Regions from separate parts of the Mus musculus genome. Here region 2 is linked to region 1. A link is a contact called in public capture Hi-C data. All regions are on one chromosome and are shown on one strand. Each heading gives the region's core, a stretch centred on a gene start, on an enhancer-like site or on the middle of the called end of the contact. The rest is flanking DNA. Distances are from core to core; before and after follow the strand shown. Region 1 overlaps Mbnl2 (muscleblind like splicing factor 2). Region 2 has its middle 41 kb from the start of Gm25781.

What was found. Capture Hi-C pulls out chosen DNA fragments and counts their contacts.
Region 2: a contact with region 1 is called in a capture Hi-C map of bone marrow-derived macrophages, with 7 times the contacts expected there. The contact joins two enhancer-like sites. A contact is called at or near these places in 1 of 115 datasets of contacts at active chromatin or transcription factors (bone marrow-derived macrophages) and 1 of 9 other capture datasets (bone marrow-derived macrophages).

Annotation. Positions count from the first base shown.
Region 1 is chr14:120,321,154-120,326,511 of GRCm38.p6, forward strand. Mbnl2 (muscleblind like splicing factor 2) reads left to right here. Exons shown (of 8, transcript NM_207515.2): 2 at 3,641-4,259. The coding sequence starts at 4,086. Among named protein-coding and RNA genes, the nearest start is that of Gm52122, 3.6 kb to the left of the region's middle. Within about 2 kb of position 4,083, at least 114 of the 459 cell types and tissues checked have an H3K27ac peak or open chromatin away from gene starts, as enhancers often do. A contact at or near this core is called in bone marrow-derived macrophages, where this site is marked.
Region 2 is chr14:120,755,276-120,761,138 of GRCm38.p6, forward strand. No RefSeq gene overlaps it. Among named protein-coding and RNA genes, the nearest start is that of Gm25781, 41 kb to the right of the region's middle. Within about 2 kb of position 1,801, at least 7 of the 459 cell types and tissues checked have an H3K27ac peak or open chromatin away from gene starts, as enhancers often do. A contact at or near this core is called in bone marrow-derived macrophages, where this site is marked.

The DNA.
Region 1 (5,358 bases), core at 2,833-5,332:
CCTCACCTAAACCTAGTTCAAGCCACTTTGTCTTCCAGGGTCCCACAGCTGCTTGCTTGTATCTACTTGTGACACCACAAGGAGATTGGGCCTTTCATAACTAGAGACATAACCTCTAGGACAGGAACAGAGAGCATATTTGGAAGAACATAAGCCACAGATTTACAACAACATACTTAAAATAGCAGTGTGTTCCTGTTACAGGGCGTACAACCTTTTGTTTGACATAAAGTGACTGTCAACAAAAAGCTTGCTGTCTTCCTAAAAGCAAGTTTATGTTAAATATTTACATGTGGAATCCTAAAAATTTTTGGAATCCTAATTTATATGTGGAATCTTAACCCCTCCCTCACAGAAAAGAACTTCCAAGAGCCAAAAGTAGACTGTGTTAACCAGGGAACTGTAGAATGGGATGTTGGGAAATTTGATAAGGGGTGGTATGTTTAATAATGCAGAGGCCATAGTTGAAAATGGCCATAGTTGAAAGTGTCCTCACCAGAGGAACAGAGACGTATGGGAAGTGCCACCTGAAGTAGATGATCTGGAGTGTGTGCTTGTTTTAAGACATTGGTTGCGCTCCATAGATATATTGTTTCATTTGCCAGTGAAGATAAGTATGTGCAGAGGCCAGATTCTCATGATAGTCTGTCAACCCAAATTCTGGTTGCATTTTTTTATCAAACTGGAAGTGGGAGTTCTTTCTCTGGGCTGAGAATGTCGCCATGTGTGGCTTCTGTGAATAAAGACTATTGAACCTTTATTCTTGCCATCTATGAAGGAATGCCTAGGTTTGCCTATTTCTGTCCTACCTAAGAATCCTGGAGATGGGGCTCTGCTGCCTTTGAGGACAGCATGTCCCTCATCCCAGTCATCTAGAAACCTGCCTAACAGAGAGCTTTGCATGATGTTTTCTGAGTAGGAACTGACTGTGTCTAGAACGTAGTCTGAGGCCCCTCAATCGCCGATGCCCTGTCTCCACTGATGAGCAGAAACATTTCTTGGCTTTTGCTTCCCCGGTCCTTTGTTCTGCACCAGGTTTGGAGGTGGATTGGAGGTATTGAAGCTGCTGCAGGTCTGGGCCAGTTGGTGAAACCTGATACAGAGTAAATTTGGTTATTAGACTCATCTTCTTAAGCTCGCTAGCCTAAGCTACTTGATGTTGCTGCTGTGAACACACACTGGCAAACAGACAAGCAGGAGCCTGCCTAGCTCCCTCAAATATCTTATAATTGAAGTCAGCGATGTGTCCCAGCTTTCATCGTTGTCCATTTTCCTGAACGCACACACGTGTACAACTTACACTAGCACATTCACAAACAAATCGGAGAGCGATACAGGTGAAAAAGCAGTTCCCAGCATCCCAATTCTTAATCAAGATAAATAACCAAATAAACCTACAGGACACCATTGTGGTCCCTCCCTCCCCTGTGAGAGATGTAACAGCTTTCTCCAGGATGGAGGAGCCCAACTGCAGAGACGTCTGTTTGGCTTGGTCTGCTTAGGCTAACTGATTTTCACCAAGGCAGGGACTCACTTTTTCTGGGAGCAATTGTAAACCACTTTATGACTGCCCTCTGAACTTGCTTGGTACGTGCTGTTTTGAACCACAAATCAGTGTCACTAAGTGATGGGATACATTCTGATAAACTCATTCTTGGGTGAGCCCATTGTACAGTGTCATCAGAGGTACTCTTGCAAGCGAGCCCAGATGATGTAGGTCAGTCACTTGATGTGACCTCTTGATGCAATCAAGAGTTATGTTAAACAGTTTGAGACTGACGGCTGGGAAACGTGGCATTCAGTGTACAAAGAGAGCATTCTAGAATGACCTGTGCTGCAGTGGATACAAAGCCCAGTGGCAGACTCTCCCATCATCAAGGGTTAATGCTGTACTTCCACGTGACAAGCAGTGTTCTGGACTTGTATGTCCAAGATCATCAAACCTACATACTTCCTTCCACGTGACAAGCACTTTAGTGTACTGGGCTTTTATGTCCAGGATCTTGCAAACCTATACACTTGCATGTGACAGCCAGTGTAGTGTACTGGACTTGTTTGTACCAGGATCATATAAACCCATGAGAAACACATCACACTGTAAAGTTGTGCTTGGAAGTTAAATGTAATCAAGACCTCATCAAGCCACAGGAACCTTTAAGCCCCATTCCAATTTGATGACAATGTCTTATGAGTCACTGATAGAAACCTCCTTAAGGGTTTAGCATGACTAATCTATTTCCAGGCTTCATGAAGTACCCTTGGCTATAAATTTTTAGAAGGACATCAAGGCTTACATACAATGTCTGCAAATGATTAATTTACTTTTATTTGTGTTTATCTTTATAATGTTCAATTTTAATGTTACTAATTTCATGATCTTTGAAGAAGGAAAACAGCTGAAATCTTCTGTTCTTAGACATCTTACAGTGTGTTACAGGCATGCCTTTTAATCTTCACATTCTAAATAGAGTTTTTTAAAGTTCATTAACATTTTTAAACTTCTCTGTATGAGGGGTGTGTGGAGGTCAGAGGTCAGAGGACAACTTCCAGAGTCAGTTCTCTCCTTGTACAATGCGGGTCTCAGAGATCAAACTCAGGTTGTAAGACTTGGCAGCAAACATCGTTACCCACTGACCCATCTCCCAGCCTGGAGAGGATATTGGGTTGTGTCTCAACTAAAGCTAAGCTGAACCTGATGGACGTTAACTTGCGTTCATCAGATCCTAAGTTTAATTGGTCAATGAGCACTTCTTGGGATCCTAATAGATGCCGTGAACTAAGGCATCTGGGTGGCAGAAACTTCAAAGAATTGTCCTTAACCTAACAGTGTGTTGCAGGGAAGGCAGGCACCAAGCAAACAGCAGAAGCAAAGAGATATTGAGAGTTCAGAGAGCAGATATCAGGAGGCCCGGTCTATCAACCCCAGCATCAAATATCTGTAAACTCAAAAGAACTCAAGGAATAGAGAACCCATCCTTCACCCAAAATAATATCTCCATTTTGTAGGAGAGACACATCCCTACAGTTGTTTATAGCCTTCCCAACAATAAAATCAATGACCTAAATGTGAAATTAATTGAGAACCACATTTCTAATACACTGTTTGGTGATTAAGCACATTAGATGGAATTGTTTCAAGGGCCTAATTACTGTGTCTGCCACACTCATCTGTCTGAGTCACTCCTAACTCTTGGAGTGTTGCCTAGATTAGTCTGCACTGAGTGTGTTGCCCCTTCCCCTTTCCTCCTCCTCCTCCCCATCCTCCTTCTCCTCTCCCCCTCCTCCTCCTCCTCCTCTTCTTCCTCCTCCACTTTGTACCACCTTCCTTGTGATACTGAAAGCTCTGAGGTCTAAACCATACTTCCACAAACTCTATATCTGAGCTTAGTGGACAGGTCAAGTGTTTGATTCCTCTAAGTACAGACGACGCAAGTCGATGTCATACTGTTTTGCAGGTTTGTGGTTTAAAGTTGTCCCGGAGATCACTCTCATTGGCACCAGCCCTCAGGGAGTCCTTCATGTGTTTAGCTCTTGGGGTTTTCGGGTTTTTTGTTTGGTTGTTTGGTTTTCGTTGAATGTACTTTTCCCTGACCCTTTGAGTGAATGAAGTGATCTGATTTTGCTAATCGTTTAATTTCAGAATTTAAAGAGGACGAAGGAAGGAAAGCGCCATCCTGCTCAAATACAAAGATCTAAGAGGGTTGTTTTCCCACATCCTCCAAAGCTGTGAGCATTAGAACTAATATTTTCCCAAAGAGTGCCATCGTATTAAAGCCACTTTATTAAGGAGGGGTGTATCTGCAAAACAGTCAAGAGACTAGAACCCTGGGAGCCAGAGATGACAGTGAGCACGCACTGCTTGTGGCTCACAGTCTTCCAGTGGGGCCTATCGATCGGTGACTGACTTCCTGCTTGCTGACACATTCCCCCTCCCCGGTTTCCTGGATTGGACTGCATTAAAGAATTCACTGCTTACCTTCAAACTTACATGTTGGAGTTTTCACGGCGGTTGTTTTGAGATCATTGAGACTCGGATTGATTTCGACATTTAACCGAAAGGAACAGAGCCCAAAGTAGTTCTCATCATGGCCTTGAACGTTGCCCCCGTGAGAGACACAAAGTGGCTGACGCTGGAGGTCTGCAGACAGTACCAGAGAGGAACGTGCTCACGCTCCGACGAAGAATGCAAGTTTGCTCACCCCCCCAAAAGTTGCCAGGTTGAAAATGGAAGAGTAATTGCCTGCTTTGATTCCCTCAAGGTAAGATGATCATTTTACATGTCGCCTCCAGCTTGCGTAGGGCTCTCAAGGAGAGCACTGCATTGAGCTCTGCAGGGTTTGCCGTTCAGATCGGTTCTGTCTTCCTTGTGGTGGCTACTGGGAGGTTTATGTTGTCTTTTGGTTTGGTTTTCACTGAAACTTATTTATACTAGGCATACAAAAATTTTTTTTTCCATATCTGTGTTTAAATTAAAAATACATGGTGGTGTATTTCTGGTCTGGTTTGACATTCAGGTGCCCAAGAGTTTCAAATCAAAGTCAGGCCTTTGACAACGGCAGTAAACGTTTTATTAACACATGATCTTCTCCGGGTTACATGAAGGTGAGGAAGCCGACCCTGTCACTCTCATGTGCCAGTCACTCTGACTCACATCTCAGTTCCTCTTCTTGTGGCTTCTGTTCTTGACTAGAGCCTTCCTAAAATGCTTCCTGGGGGTGGGGGTTCATTCTTTCTTGAAAATGTTTTATGGCTGGCAGAAATTACTGAGTGTACCCTCAAAGTTAGGTTCTTGAAGGACCTCCTCTCTGTAAGGAACATCACGGAGGAATCCAGTGTGACTCAGATGTCCACTTGATGAGCTCATGTCTGGAGGGAAAGTAGGGCACAGTGACAAGTAATTGTGGTGCAGGGAAGAAAGACAGAACACTTCCATGGGAGACCTCAGAAGAGAGCTGGCTTCCACCTGACAGGAATGCTTGTGGAGGCTGGCCTGCCCCAGTCGTATATTGAGTTGGGTAGAGTTTGGGTTGAAGAAATGGGAGAATTCAATGAAAAACTATGCTTGGAAGAAGTGGGATGGGTTGGCTGAGAGTTCTCTGAGGTTTACTATAACCCTACAATTATGCTGCTTTGAATTCCAGATCGGCTTAGGTAGTCTTAAGGGCGTTGTGATGGCTAAGACACTTAGCTTGATGTTTTTGCCTGTGAAAAACTCCAATATGCTTACCAATTTTAAAGCATATTACGAATGCTTTCAATTTCCTTTCTGAGAAATCATGGTGCTATGAATGCATGGACCCCATTCTCAGGTGTTGAAGAGACTGGGTGCTTAAGGTGATTAAATCATATGTGGAAAAT
Region 2 (5,863 bases), core at 551-3,050, 430 kb after region 1:
CCCACACCAACAGGAAGGTGGGACAGAATAGGCCCCTTAGCAATCTGGTCCCAGAGTCTTCAACACTATGCCGCTGCTACGTCATCTACAGAGGCACTTTTTCACTCTCCTGGAACCAAATTGTGCCTCTTGCAGAAAACTAGTTCAATCCAATATGAGACAAAGACTTCTAAGAAAGTACCAAGCCCGGCATAAAAGAGCCTCCCGCACAAGGCAGTGAATTCCCTGGCATGGAGTCTTTCACAGATAAGCAGCCTATTTCAATCTGCAATCCCCACATCCGCCTTCCTCTCCTACGTCACTGTTTCTACGCCCATTCTACTTCAGCCAATCACAGTCTACCTGAGCTTGTGCTTCTGTCCGTGTTCCTCTAGCAGACTACAACCTCCATGAAAGCTTGAGTGTTTCGTATGATCGTTCACAGCTGCACTCCTATGATCTAATCTGTGACACGCGATAAATATGAGCTGAATGAATCCCCCAGTCAATGAGAGGCTGGACTCTGACCTCTATAGTCTGAGCCAGCTCTAGGTATGAATGGTACGCTTGGCATTAGAGACTTTATCCTCCCTCTTCCTCCTCCTCTTCTCCAAACCCCCTGAAGAAATTCACTTACCCAGTGAGCTTCCCACAAGCCTCGGGTGTGAGTGTGTGTCCCTTGTCACACACTTGACAGACTAATAACACAACTTGAGAAACTTGGAGCTGCCTTCAGCCTGCCTGCTGTCTGCTGGCAAGTTACCCAGCCATGACTGGCTATTAAATCTTAATCACAGCCTTCACCTGCAATCAGGAGCTTTGATTAGCTCTATTCACAAGCCTGTCAGGTCAGAAATGAGGAAGCAGGAGGAGCAGAAACATCAGAGAAAACGGTCATTGAGAACATCTTGACTTATCCAGAGTGGCCATTGCATATGTCCTCGGCCTCCAAGTGACTGCACAGTGGGACTCTATTCTTCTGCAGCCAGACTTCTCTCTATGTTGTGAGCCACTACTGGTCCCCGCTTCCACAGGGAAACCTTTGCCAACAGAGGATCCAACACAAAAAAGTCAAACAGAGAGTGAACCTAACCAGGCAGAAGGGAATCCCCTACTCTTCTGTCATAGGGGCAGCCTAGGGCAGATCTAGGTCTGATGCCCCCTTCAACAGGCACATCCCACACACAAACACTGCTGCATGAGTCTAAACAAACCTGACGCTCTGGGAGACAGCAGTGTACTTAAGTGTCAATGAGGAGGCTGCAGCTGAAATTCCATTCAAACCTGTACAGTCGGACCCAACACCATCTGGCATGCATTTGCTCTGTGTCATGACTGAGAAAAACAACCCCTGGAAGAATAAATCCTTCACGATATATGAACCTGATTGATTCCCATCAAGTTCAATAACATCCACAAAGACTCTCAGTTGTAATAAAATCGGAGAAGCCCCCTCATCCAAAAAGGATGGGTTTCCAAGATACCCTAAGGGACGTGAAAAGCCATAGAGGGTACTGAACCCCGAATGTACAATCTATACCTATGATAAATTTTAATTTGTAAATTCAGAATAATAAAAGATTAACAGCTAATGATAAAATAGAAGAATTACAGCATTATACTATAGCAAAACGTGTTATCCACATATTAATTTCAAAATGAAAAGAAGTTAAACATAAAAATCATGAGTTTTGAAAGCTCTGAGACTTTAACTTCCATTTAATATTTTTGGACCAAATCAGAGAACTTAAACTGTGGGAAAGGAAACCATGAATGTATGGGGTAATTGCATAATCTTTGGGGCATGAAAACTGATCATTGAATCACAAGGCAAAGTAATGACTTAACCAAGGTCCCAGCCAGAAGGGGCTGAGGAGCAGCTGAACGCTCATCTACAGAGATTTCCAAAAGCTCCGTCAGAAAGTAGCTTTGGAAGAAAGCCTAGAGAAGAAAGAGCTGAGGAGATGGCTCGGTGGGTGAGACACTTGACACTCAAGGATCTTTGTGTGGCTCCTGAGCACTCACAGAAAGTGTCAGCCATGGTCTCAGCACTGGGAGACAGAGGACAAAAGGTTCCAGGGACCCATGAGCCAGCCAGCCCAGCTAGACAGTGAGCTCTCAGTTCAGTGGAGTGAGAGAACCTGTCTCAAAACAATAAGGTAGAAAATGACAGAGGAAGATACCCAATGTCAACTTCTGTCCACACACACACATGTACACACACGTGCATACACACATGTGCACACACATTCACTGACACACACATGAACACACATACACAGACACACACATGCACACACACAATTGCACACAGATGCATACACAAACACACAAGTGGAGAGAGAGAGAGAGAAGAATGTCAACAAGAAGATTGGTCATGAGTCTAAAATGTCCCTCTAAACTTCTCAAATATTCATTCCCACACTTCCATTTTCCACTAAGATGTGTTGGACATGACTCAGTTCCAGCCCACCATCTGCCTCTTTGCTTTCCACAGAAGTCATAGTGGGGTGGGAACAGTGAGATCCCACATGCCCCCATGGTTGGTGAAGGTGTGCATAGTGCACATTGGTCCTGACAGGCTATGTCACAAATGGTCAAGAGCCACAAAGCTTTGGTGATGGACCCCGATTGCCTCCCTGTGGGAAAGATGATGATCTCCACTGTCAGTCCCTGCCATGAGATGTTTTCACAGGCTAAGGCCAAGTGACACTGTTGGGGCAGGACACCCTCACACCTGGATTAACCCTAAAGACACCCGTTAGGACCTAAGGCTTACTGTGCCCACAAACACCCGCCCTGAGCATCAGGTTTTAACTACATCTTGCTTGTGTTCAATTTCCCAGCTCAAGGTCAAAGAAGCTGTCACTGGGCTGCCCGGGACCCAGCCTGCTGCTTTCTCTACTGCTGTCTACAGGATCTATCTTTAATCTGAATGACTGAAGAAAAGGCAAACAAGCTCATGTCTGCTTACATTTATTAATCGGCTCTTCAGCTATAACACTGTCCTCTCTGATTGAACAAATGTTAAGGGCCCTTCTCGTTCCATTTGAAATCAAGGTAATGCTTGCTCAGATATCACAAGCACTGTCCAGAGCAACCTACCAGAGCGTTATGCAAGGCCCAGGCATGGTGCCTGAGGACACCCAAGGGTTTATGAGCCTGTCTTCTGAGAGCTGCAAATGCTCTGATTTTTCTCGTATTCCTGCATGACATTGGTTACATTAATGTAAATACGCCTTTGGGTTGAGCTCCTTGTGAGCAGCCACCTCCCCAGGTTTTGCTCACATTTGCATTTCCGTCTGTAGTCATGCTAGAGGCAGACTATGCATTCATCAGAGGAGGGAGACTCACCCACAAGTGAGGCACCTATCGCTAAATGAAAACAACGTGGCTGTTGAACCGACTCGCTGTACAAAATGCGGGTTTGTCACGGTTTACACAGCAGAACATGGTGAGAAGAATGGATTAGCCACACAGCCCGTGGGTGTAAAGGCACAGAAACCATATTATTACTAAACTCAGGTGGTGAATCGCTGCTTAGTTCCAGCAAAATAATGTTATCATCCACAACCAACTGGCGCCAAGTACTCATTGTTTAAACCGATCTTTGTGTTAGCTCTATAAATCTTATCGTAATGAGCTGTTTTGTAAGAGGCATAAGTGTAAGAATGTTATCTCTGGTTTTACATCTGCGCACACATAGGTCACATGATAAAAGTTTCTGAAATGTCTTAAATAAAAATATGACAAATTGTGTATTGTCCTTTTGTTCAAATTTGACAAATAATGAAGTCTAATATCTTCTCATTTGTCTGAGTTGGGGTGAGCTATGTCAATAAACCTGGGCCTGCGTGTCACAGTGTGCTAAACAGTCAACATTAGGAACAAGATATCCACTCAAAACTGGGGACAGGATACCTACCCAACACTGGGAATGAGATATCCACTCAGTGTTGGACAGGATACCCACTCAACACTGGGAACAGGATGTCCACTCAATATTGGGTTGAGTGTCAAAGCTGATGATGTCATAGATATGGCGAGAGAGTGTGGAAAGGTTTGCTATCTAGGTTTGCTAATGCTTTCTAGGGTGAACTGGATATCTCCCAAACAGATCTTAGAACAGCTTAAGAAGGCAAGAAAATAAGACCACTGTTTTACTAAAGCTGGGAGGACCTGGGGTCAGGGTTAATCTGTGCTGATTTGACCTTGTGTCAATGCCAAAGGAGGACAGGCTGGACTTGCTAGTCAGCTTCCCTAGCTGTCTAGGAGCAAATTACCCATCAGATTATTGTCACTCAGTAACAATACATAATATATTTTTTAAATATTTTGTATTTATTTGCTGAGGGGCATACCGTGGGTCTTAGTATTCTATTGCTATGAAGAGAAACTATGACCATGGCAACTCTTATGAACAAAAGCATTTAATTGGGACTGGTTCACCATTCAGAGGTTCAGTCCATCATCATCATGGTAGGGAGCATGGCAGCATGCAGGAAGATGTGATATTGGAGAGGTAGGTGAGAGTTGTATATCTGGATCAGTGGGCAGCAGGAAGAGAGAGAAAGACTGGGCCTGGCATGAGCTTCTAAAACCTCAAAGCCCACCCCCAATGACACACCTCCTCCAAAAAGGCCACACCTCCTAATAGTGTCATTTCCTTGTGACCAAGCATTCAAATCTATGACCGTATGGGGGCCATTCCTAGTCAAACCACCATACCATGACATAAGTGTGGTAGTCAGAGGACAACTTGCAGGAGGTTGATTCTACCTCACAAATTTTTTTAAGGTTTACTGAATTTATTTTATGCATATGTGTAATGTGTATGTGGTATGCAGGCACCAGCAGAGGCCAGAAGAAGATGCTGTATCCCCTAAAGTATAATTAAAAGCAGATGTGGGACTTTTAATGTGTGTGCCAGGAGCCAAACCTAGGGCCTCGATAAAGGCAGCTAACATAAGCAGCTCTCTCTCTGTCCCTACCCAACAATTCATAACTACCAACAGTTTGTATTTGTATACTATGTTTTATAATTTTCAAAAATTTATGTGGGTTTTAGCAGTAGGCTTGGTTTAAAGGAATTCAATTTAAGTAAGCAATCTGGGAGAGTTGGTCAACTTTTCACACACACACACACAACAACAACAACAACCTGTATTTTTATTTAACACTATCTTCTGCAGATTTTAAATCCAGTTTTCTGTCACAGCCCTGTAGATATCTACACTCTAACACCTTATGATCAATTTCCAATGCTATCAACAGAAACCTGAATGATAACAGAATTATTTTCATCGAAATTAACTAGAGCAGATGCCAGCTTAGTTACTGTGTAATGAAGCATTGCTAATCCAAGAGCAAATCAGGAATGCATGAGGGGCACTGTCTCTATTCTCTACTAGGAAGACAACAGCCATCAAAGCCATATGGTAGATATAGAATTCAACAGCCTAACAGTGCTTCATGATTTGAGAGTTCCTTTACACTATCTATTATCTGCCCTCCAGTGCAGGGTGTAAACTGAATGGGTAAAGAGCCCCTTCCACTTCACTCACTGTCTTGGGAGCAACACATAATTAATGACAGACCACAGGCATGGATAGATGTATGAATGAATGAATGAATTAGCAAGCAGTAGATGATACTAGAGAGGTTATTAAGAGCTAAGACTTGAACCCAAATAATTGTTTGGTATTAAAACCAAGTTCTTTACCATTACACTCACCAACATAAGAGGTAAACCTATTGTCAGAGGGAACTTGCTGCCGCTGCTGACATCATAAAGAGATGCCTGGCCTTGGTTCTGTAGAGAGCATCCTGAGTGGGTTTACTAGACGAGCTAGGGTAAAATATCCTTTCCAGTGCTGCTCACACG